Regions from separate parts of the Oryctolagus cuniculus genome. Here region 1 is linked to region 2. The links are chromatin contacts, called in public Micro-C maps. All regions are on one chromosome and are shown on one strand. The core of a region is the stretch at or near the end of the contact, and the rest is flanking DNA. Distances in the headings are between cores, read along the strand shown. Region 1 holds the start of RFC2 (replication factor C subunit 2). Region 2 holds the start of LOC100339432 (general transcription factor II-I repeat domain-containing protein 2B).

Region 1 (4,647 bases), core at 134-2,633, 410 kb after region 2:
CACTGGTTCACTCCCCAAATGGCCCCAACAGCCAGCACTTTGCCAGACCAAAGCCAGGAACTCCATCCAGGACTTCCGAGTGGGTGGCAGTGGCCCAAGTACTTGAATTTGTTGATGTACCCTCACATGAAGATTTTCACCAATGATAAAAACATTCAGCCCAGCAGGTGAGATGCCTCCTGCCATCAGACGACCTGGTGATGATCCCAGGAGCCAGAGCCAGAGCCAGATGTGCACCCTGGGAGGCAGTGGAAGGCTCAGGTCATTGGTTGCCTGGACTGAGTTCTTGGCTCCTGTCCTGGGGGCACTTGGGGAACACACCATTGGATGAGAGCTCTTTGTCTCTCTCTCTGCCTGTCAAATACACTGAGAGAGAGAGAAAGAGAGAGAGAGAGAGAGGTCTTCCATCTGCTGGTTCACTCCCCAACTGTCCGAAACGGCTGGAGCTGCGCCAATCCTAAGCCAGGAGCCAGGAGCTCCCTCCGGGTCTCCCGCACAGGTGCAGGGGCCCAAGGACCTGGGCCATCTTCTGCTACCTTCCCAGGCCACAGCAGAGAGCTGGATCGGAAGTGGAGCAGCCGGGACTAGAACCGGCGCCCATATGGGATGCTGGCACTGCAGGCAGTGGTTTACCTGCTACGCCACAGTGCCAGCCCCCTACATCTGTTTTTTTGTTTTTTTTTTTTATTTTTTATTTATTTATTTATTTTTTAATACTAAAACATAAAAATAAAGACAGAGGAAGAAAGGGAAGATGGGAGAAACAGACACGGCGCCCTCGTGGGGAGCAACCCAGTTCCTCAAGGCTGACCCAAGCTGTTCAGGACATGGGCAGGTGGAGAGAGCCAGGCCCTGGCTCCGCCCTGGGGGCAGAAGAGAAAGAAGCCCCCCCCCCCCCCACGATGCAATAGGAGGAGGATTTTACGCAAATTCCCCAGTCCAGACTCCCCAGGCCCTTCCTAGGCCTATAAAACCCCACTGCTAGGAGCAGCCTCCGCGGGCACAAGGCGCAGCGCAGATCCTGGTGGATTTCAGTCTTTATTTTGGATTTTTAACGGCGATGATGCATTCGGGCCACGGGAGGAACATTAGAAATGCAACCCGCAACAACGCTCCAAGCATCCATTTTTCAGGATGAAAACCCTCCGACGGAGAGACGGCTTGCGTCTCCTCTCCGGCCAAACCTGGGGCGGCGCGGGGGACGAGAGCATCCCCTGGACGCCCAGCCCGGTCGGGTCCAGCTCAGACGCCAGCTCCCGCGCAGCAACCGCGGCCTCTAGCGACGGACAGCGGCCCGGGCCAAAGCCGGAGCACTCTGCGCAGGCGCAGAAAGGGGGCGCGCGCTCGCGACTTCCACTCCCGCCCGGCGTTCCCTGCGGCCAGGGGGCGGGGCCTGCGTGATGGCGTCATGGGGCGGGGCCTCGGGGCGGCGGGAAGCGGACGCGAGAGTATGGAGGTGCAGGAGAATGGTGCGGTCCAGGACGCTGCGCCTGTCGCCAGCAAGGCGTCCAGCAGCGCCGGCCACTACGAGCTGCCGTGGTGAGGGGCCCAGGCCATAGATCGGACATGAGGGCGAGGAACCGGGGGGCGGCGAGGGCCTGTTTGGGGGGGACCCCAAGGGGGAGCAGGCGGCTCCGGGGCGGCGTCGAAAATCGGCCTCTATTTCGTTCTACACTTTAATGTGGTTACCAATTCTCAATGACCCGTGTGGTTTGTACATATTTTTATTATATTATATTCTGTTGGCCTGTAGTGCAGTTAACAATAGATGTGCTGTGCATTCGATGAGAGGTAGGGCCCCGTGAAGATCTGGTACTTGAGCAAAAAGGCCCCAAATCAAGGAGCAAGCCTTGTGGCTTCGTGGAGGAGGCGGTTTCGGGCAGGGGGGGCAGCCGTGCAAAAGCTCGGAAGAGAACACTTGTCTTGTTCAAAACCCAGCTCAGGGGCCGGCGTTGCGGCAGAGTGGTTAAGCCGCCGCCAGCCCCGGCTGCTCCACTTCGGATCCGGCTCCCCGCTAACGCGCCTGGAAAAGCAGTGGAGGATGATGGCCCGAGTGCCTGGGCCCCTGCACCCATGTAGGAAATCCTGGCTCCGGCCTGGCCCAGCCCTGGGCTGCTGGCGGCCATCCGGGGAGTGAACCAGCAGATGGAAGATCTCTCTCTCTCCCCCTCTATAACTCTGCCTTTCAAATAAATAAAGTAAATCTAAGAAACAAAAACAGTTCAGTTCCTGCTGTTCCCAGCCCCTGCTTTGTCCTCTCCCTGGGCTCTTGGTTTGTAAGAGGCATTTCACAGGGGCTGACGCTGTGGCGTAGTGGGTAAAGCCGCCGCCTGCAGTGCCGACATCCTATATGGGCGCCGGTTCGGGTCCTGGCTGCTCCACTTACGATCCAGCTCTCTGCTGTGGCCTGGGAAAGCAGCAGAAGATGGCCCAAGTCTTTGGGCCCCTGCACCCACCTGGGAGACCTGGAAGAAGCTCCTGGCTCCTGCATTTGGATCAACCCAGCTCTGGCCATTGTGGCCATCTGGGGAGTGAACCAGCAAATGGAAGACTTCTCTCTCTGTCTCTCTCTAACTCTGCCTTACAAATAAATAAAATAAATCTTTTTTTTTTTAAAGGCATTTCACAAAGTTCCCAGAAAGGTGGAATGAAAGAGAAGTTTATGCTGATGCAAAAAAAAATTTTTGAAATCCATGCCATCTTTTCACAATATTTTAGGGGGAAAAGCCTTTTCTAAAAATTTATTTGGAAAGCAGAGAGACAGAGATCTCCCATCAAATAATTCACTCCCCAAATGGCCACAACGGCCAAGCCTGGGCCAGCGCTGAAGCCAGGAGCCTGGAGCTCCATCCGGGTCTCCCAGGTGGGTGCAGGGGCTGAAGCACGAGGCCCATCCTCCACTGCCTTCCCAGGCGCATGAGCAGGGAGCTGGACTGGAAGCGGAGCAGCCAGGTCTGGAACGGGATGTCTGCTGCAGGTGGCAGCTTAGTGGCCACAGCGTGGCCCCTTCACAGTCCCCTTTGAGGCCCCCGTGGAGGGGGTTTGCGGAGCTGACTCCCTGCCAGCGGGAAGGCCATTTAGAGCGAGAGTCAGGAGATGCTAGCTCTGTCTTTGCTTTCTTGAAATCTGCAGCTCCTTACACAGTGCCGGCATTGAGAAGAGGCTAAATACAAAGAAAAGAAAAAAAAAAAAAGTAGGAACAAGCATGTTCTGTTTGCTGGCCTTGGAGGAGGGCTGCGTGTGCTTCCTGCAGTGTGTGACAAGCCAGCTTTGTTGCCCGCCTGTTTTGTCTTTCTGGAGCAGAGCCAGTCCCTGTACAGGGTGCAAGCAGAGGGCAGAGGGCAGAGGAGGTGCCGATGGCCAGGTCCTCAGAGCTGGAGAAAGCCATGTTCTCCCCCCAGCACGGCCCCTCTGCCACCCCCGGCCAGGCCTGTGGTTTCTGGCTCGCCAGTCCTGCCGTGTGCTTGGCACGCATACAGCTGTGGAAACTGGCAGGCGAGCGGCCTGGCACACCCACATCTGGCTCGCCAGATGCCGTCGGTGCCGAGTGTGCCCAGTGTCTGCTGTGACGGGCAGGCCGTGTTCCCCACAGTGTCCCGTCGCTCCCGATGGCCACTTCCAGCCCGTCTCCAGAGACCACAGGTGTTTCTCTGCTGCCCAGGCACTTCCATCCAAACGCCGACTCCTCGGCCTCTTTCTGTCGACTCCGTAAAATCCTCCGGCGAAACTCTGGGCTCATCCGTTCATGCTTCCATTCACTGGTTCACTCCCCAGATCACAGCTAGAGCTGGATCAGGAGCCAGGAGCTTCTTCCAGGTCTCCCATGTGGGTGCAGGAGCCCAAGCACTTGGGCCATCTTCTACTGCTTTCCCAGGAGCATTAACAGGGAGCTGGATTGGAAGTGGAGCAGCCGGGACTCGAACCAGCGCCCACCTGGGATGCCAGCACTGCAGGCGGAGGCTTAACCTATGCCACAGCACCGGCCCCCCATGCTTTCTTTATTTGGAAGGCAGAGACCTTCCATTTGCTAGGAATGCTAGCAACAGCCAGGGCTGGGCTAGGCCAAAGCCGAGAGCCCGGAACTCCGTCCAGGTCTCACATGGGTGGCAGGGAGCACTCAAGCCATCACCTGCTACCTTCCTAGAGCGCATATTAACAGGGAGCCGCATCAGAAGCAGAGGCAGGACTCGAGCCGGACACTGCCCGTGTGGGATGTGGGTGACCGCACCCCCGGCCACCCCTGGTGGTCGCGGGCAGTGGGAAGAGCGCCATGTCTACACGTGTGTGCACTGTCTTACAAACAGGGTGGAGAAGTACAGGCCGGTGAAGCTGAATGAAATTGTGGGGAATGAAGACACGGTGAGCAGGCTGGAGGTGAGTGCCTTGAAGACCCCTGTGCTGTCCCCGTTGTGGCCTCGCCAAGCTGGAGGCGTTTGGAGGAAGACAGCCATGGTGGGGGTGTCGGGAACCAGGAACTCAGCACATGGGAGACCGGGAGCCCTGGCCACTGAAACCAGCTGCTTGCAGCACTGCCTTTGTTTTGTTTTAAGATTTATTTATTTGAAAGGCAGAGTGGCAGAACTCCCACATCCACTGGTTCACTACCCACATGGCTCAACGGCCGGGGCTGAGCCACGCTGAAGCCAG
Region 2 (4,405 bases), core at 542-3,041:
TTTAAACATTTACAATGATATTCTTTCCACTTACTTTCTAATCACAAGCTGAACCCTCCAGGAAATAGACTTCAACAAGTGGAAAGACCACTGTTGCTTGGGGCTATATTGAGTAATCCATCTCAAGAGGCCACTTTCACTCCTGTCCCTTTCTTTATATATTCGCATAGATCAGGGAAAACATGGGATATCTGTGCTTGGGTACTGGTTTATTTCACTGCGGGTGATGATCTATCTGCATTTGCATCCATTTTCTTGCGTATTACGATTTTGGCAACAAAATGTAGTCCACCCACGAGTTTGACCTCAGTGCATTGGCCTACTCGGTGATTGGTAAACCCAAACCCAAACCCGGCAGGGGCGGAGCTCTCCCAGGGGTTCGGATCTGCAGAGAGTGGAAGAAATGTGCAGCAGCGGCTTAACCCCTGCACCAAACGCCCACCGCTACCTCCCTGTGTCACACAGCAGGAGTCGGCTTCCCGCTGCACTCAGCGCTACCTTTGCCAATTTGTGCCTCGTCTGGTGACTTCTCTGCACAACACGGCCCTTATGCGTGGACCTGGGGTGCTGTCCTGTGGCCCCAAGTGTGCAGCAATGCTGCGACGGGCCCCAGGGAGAAAACAGGGCTCTGATTTGGCAGGAATTACAGTGCCCCGCCCACCACTGGTGCATTTTAAGTAACACCTCTTTAAATAGGAACCCACATAAAATTACTTTGGGTTCACCAAACAAGGGGTGGTCAGAGGCTCCACCAGAACTCAAAGCTGTATTTCCTCTGGGACCAACGGTCAGTACTTGCTAATCTGATTTGCTCCAACTTTATACAACTATTCTGATCAAAAATAGACTGCACCGTAAGGAAAAATGTTTACATATCCCTTTAAAAATACGTATTGCTTATTTGAAGCACAGAGATCCTCCATCTGCTGGCTCACTCCTCAAATGGCCACCAAAGCCACAGGCGAAGCCAGGAGCCTCATCCACGGTGGGCTCCCCTCCCAGTGGAGACCAAGCACTTGGGCTATCTTCAGCTGTTTTCCCAGGTGCACTGACAGGGAGCTGGATCCAACGTGGGACAGCCAGGACAGGGACTGGTGCTCAGATGGGACACGGGCGACACGGGTGGCAGCCCCAGACACAGAAGTCTTCCCTCCAGCCACCGTTTCCCTCCCCAAGTGCACCCAACAGCCAGGGCTGGGCCAGGCCTGAGCCAGGAGCTCCATCCAGGTCTCCCCATGGGTGGCAGGGCCCAAGGACTTTGGCCATCCCCTGCTGCCTCCCGGGCACATTATCAGGCAGCTGGCTCCTAAGCTCACCTGGGTCTCGATCCCACACTCCCCTGCGGCAGGCAGATGTTCCAAGAGCAGTGTCAAGTCGCATCAAAGCCTGCCCTAGATTTTTTAAGATAGTATTTGCTAGGAAGCATCCCTTGCTAGCTACTGATAGAAGGCAGGCATGGGGCCAGTGTTGTGACACGGATGGGTTGACACCTGTGACGTGGGCATCCTCTATGGGCGTGGTTCATGTCCCGGCTGCTCCACTTCCCATCCAGCTCCCTGCTAACGGCCTGGGAAGGCAGCAAAAGATGGCCCAAGTGTTTGTGTCCCCTGACACCCAAGAGGAGACCCCGGAAGAAGCTCCTGGCTTCTGTGTGGCCCAGCCCTGGCTGATGTGGCCATTTGGGGAGTGACCAGTGGATGGAAGATTATCTCTCTGCCTTTCAAATCAACCATATTAAAAATAAATAAATAAATAAAAAAGGACCGTCAGAGTCGTTTGATCAGATGCCGTAAGGCTGGCCCGGAACGGCCTGATGGACAGCTCATGGCTGCTTGGCCGGGCCACCCAGCCCACCCAAGGGTCACTCACGACGCACCAAAGAAACGCTCCCAAGATTTAAGGTGGATTCCTGGGCCACTCAAACCGTGGCTTGAAGGCTACCGATTGCAACCCTGCAGCAGCCACAGCGGGCACCGGCCAGGGCAGGAGGCCACTGCCCACGCCCGGCCACCGCGGCGGCGGCTGCGGCCCCGGGGCAGCCACGTTGGATTCAAAAGCACCGGAAACAGCAGCTCCCACTTGGGGCGCTGCGGACACACGAGTCAAGGCTGCCTTCCAGGAAGCAAACAAAAAAATAAAAAAAAGAAGGAAAAAAAAAAAAGGGCGAAGAAAGAAAAAGGAGGGCGAGTGGCGAGCAGGGGCCGCGGCCGCCGCCCACCACGCCGCGCCCCGCCTCGCGCTCGTCCCGGGCGCCGTGCTCGGCCCCTCGGCCGTCCCCGGTGGCCCAGGCCTCGGACCCCCGCGGCCGGCGCGGCCGCAGCCCCGCTGGCCGGCGCCCTCAGGTGCGTACCCCGCCCTCGCCGCCATGAAGAGCGACTGCTCGTCTAGGAAGTTTCTCCGTCAGGGGAGGGGAGGGTGGCGGCCCTGGGAAGGGGTGGCCGCTGGCGGGTCCGGGCGCGCCGCGGGAGGTGGAGCTCGGCAGCCCTGGCGCCCCCAGGCGGGCCCCGAACCCCCGTTCCCGCGGGCAGGACCTGAGGAGTGGGGGTGGGGCGGCAAGCCCTGCGCGCGGGCCGCGGGCGCACGCACACGGAGCATGCGCGCCTCCCTCTCCTTTCTGATTGGTTGGGCGAGGGCGGAGGCGGGGGCTCTCTGGTGGGCGGCCCCGTGCGCGTGAGGTCATGCGCCTCCTGGCGTACGTAAGGCTGTTTGTGTTGATTGGCTAGGCGGGGGGCGGGGCTTCCTCGTTGCCTGGTAACTGCGTCCAGGCTCCGCCCCTTACGTTGCTGAGCGGCGCCGTGCGTGGGCATTGTCTGGCGCGCTCGGTGTGCTGAGGGGATGCGTTTGTTGGCGGAGAACAAACCGAGCCTCGGGGAAGGAAAAGGCTCTGTCGCCATGCTGCTGTAGGGTGCGAGGGAAGCACGGACTCGCAGGGCTGTAGTCTCCGCCCCTCAAAGGGAAAGCTGCTTTGTTGTCCAATAACCGCTTTATGGCGCTAGCCCGTGACGCCCACCCTTTAGAAGGAAGTCGCGCGTTGAGGCTTGTTAAGTTCATAGACTTGTGCTCTACAGCAGCCTTCCGGAATGTTCGGCCGTGGGTCCCACTGCCCGCCCCAGCCCTTGGCGACTGTGCTCCCTGGGGTTGTCATTTCTGGGGCATTTCGTTGTAGGTGGGCTCGTCCTAAGGACGCGTGTGTGTGTCTGGGTTCCTTCATTTCTGGCGGAATAGTGACTGATCTGGTGGCGTCCCGTGTTGGCTTTCCGTGAATGGACGGATTTCGGGGGCTGGGGTCACGTCTGGTCCCTGTACAGGTGCGGGTGAGGACATCTGTTAGGATTCCCCGCAGGTGCACGGGGATACCCGGAAGTGGAATTGCTCCGCCAAGCTTGTAAGATTTAACCTTATTTATTTGAGAGGCAGAATTAGAGGGAGAGACAGAGGTCTTCCATCCGCCAGTTCACTCCCCAAATGCCCACAGCCGCTGTGGCTGGGCCAGACCAGAGCCAGGAGCTTCTTCTGGGTCTCCCACGCCAGTGCAGGGGCCCAAGGACTTGACCATCTTCTACTGCTTTCCCAGACCACAGCAGAGAGCTGGATCGGAAGTGGAGCAGCTGGGACTAGAACCGGCACCCATAGGGGATGCTGGCACTGCAGGTGGCGGCTTCGCCCACTAGGCCACAGCACCGGGCCTCTGAGCTCTGTGTTTCAGCTTAGCGCTGGTAGTTTGGAGTAAATAGACCGCAGCCACCTGGATGTCACTCCCCCACCCCCGCTGCCCTCCGCGCGGCTCACGTGGAGGCAGTGGCGCCGTGCCGGGTTGCAGCTGGTGTCCAGCTGGTGGCCGTGGGCCGTGGTGATTCCGAGTGCCTGTTGTTTAGCCCCTGGCTCTGGGCCCACAGCCCTCCGCCTGGACAGTTTGTCTCCCTTGTCTTAGAAGGAACAGTCGGATGCCTTCATCTTGTGTTGCAGGCAGTGGTTTAACCATCCACTGTGGATGCCAGTTCAAGTCCCAGCCGCTCCACTTCCGATCCAGCCCCGTGCTGATGTGCCTGGGAAGGCAGTGGAGGATGGCCCACATGCTTGGGCCGCTGCACCTAATGGGAGACCTGGGTGAAGCTCCTGGCTCCTGGCTTCTACCTGGCCCAGCCCAGGCTTTTGGGGCCATTTGGGGAGTGAACCAGCAGATGGAAGATGCCTCTGTGCCTCTCCCTCTCTGTAACTCTGCCTTTCAAATAAATAAGATACATCTTAAAAAAAAAAAAAAAAACAGATATCAGACGCTTGATAAATGGAGTGAGTGACATTCCAAGTGATGGCAGGTTGTGAGGGATATCGGTTGTACAACAAGGCTGGGAAAAGTTTGGAGAGTAAATATTTCTGTATTTGGGGACTTGGGGCCTCTGTCACA

What was found. Hi-C and Micro-C count contacts between places; a contact is called where the count stands out from the background.
Region 1: a Micro-C map of ear pinna shows a contact between it and region 2, with 6 times the contacts expected there. The contact joins the promoter of RFC2 here to the promoter of LOC100339432 in region 2. A contact is called at or near these places in 2 of 6 Hi-C or Micro-C datasets (ear pinna and an unstated tissue).

Annotation. Positions count from the first base shown.
Region 1 is chr19:50,050,187-50,054,833 of mOryCun1.1, forward strand. RFC2 (replication factor C subunit 2) reads left to right here and starts at 1,384. Exons shown (of 11, transcript XM_008249083.4): 1 at 1,384-1,539; 2 at 4,305-4,374. The coding sequence starts at 1,409.
Region 2 is chr19:49,636,530-49,640,934 of mOryCun1.1, forward strand. It overlaps LOC100339432 (general transcription factor II-I repeat domain-containing protein 2B), which reads left to right and starts at 1,792. Exons shown (of 14, transcript XM_070064504.1): 1 at 1,792-2,342. The coding sequence starts at 1,825.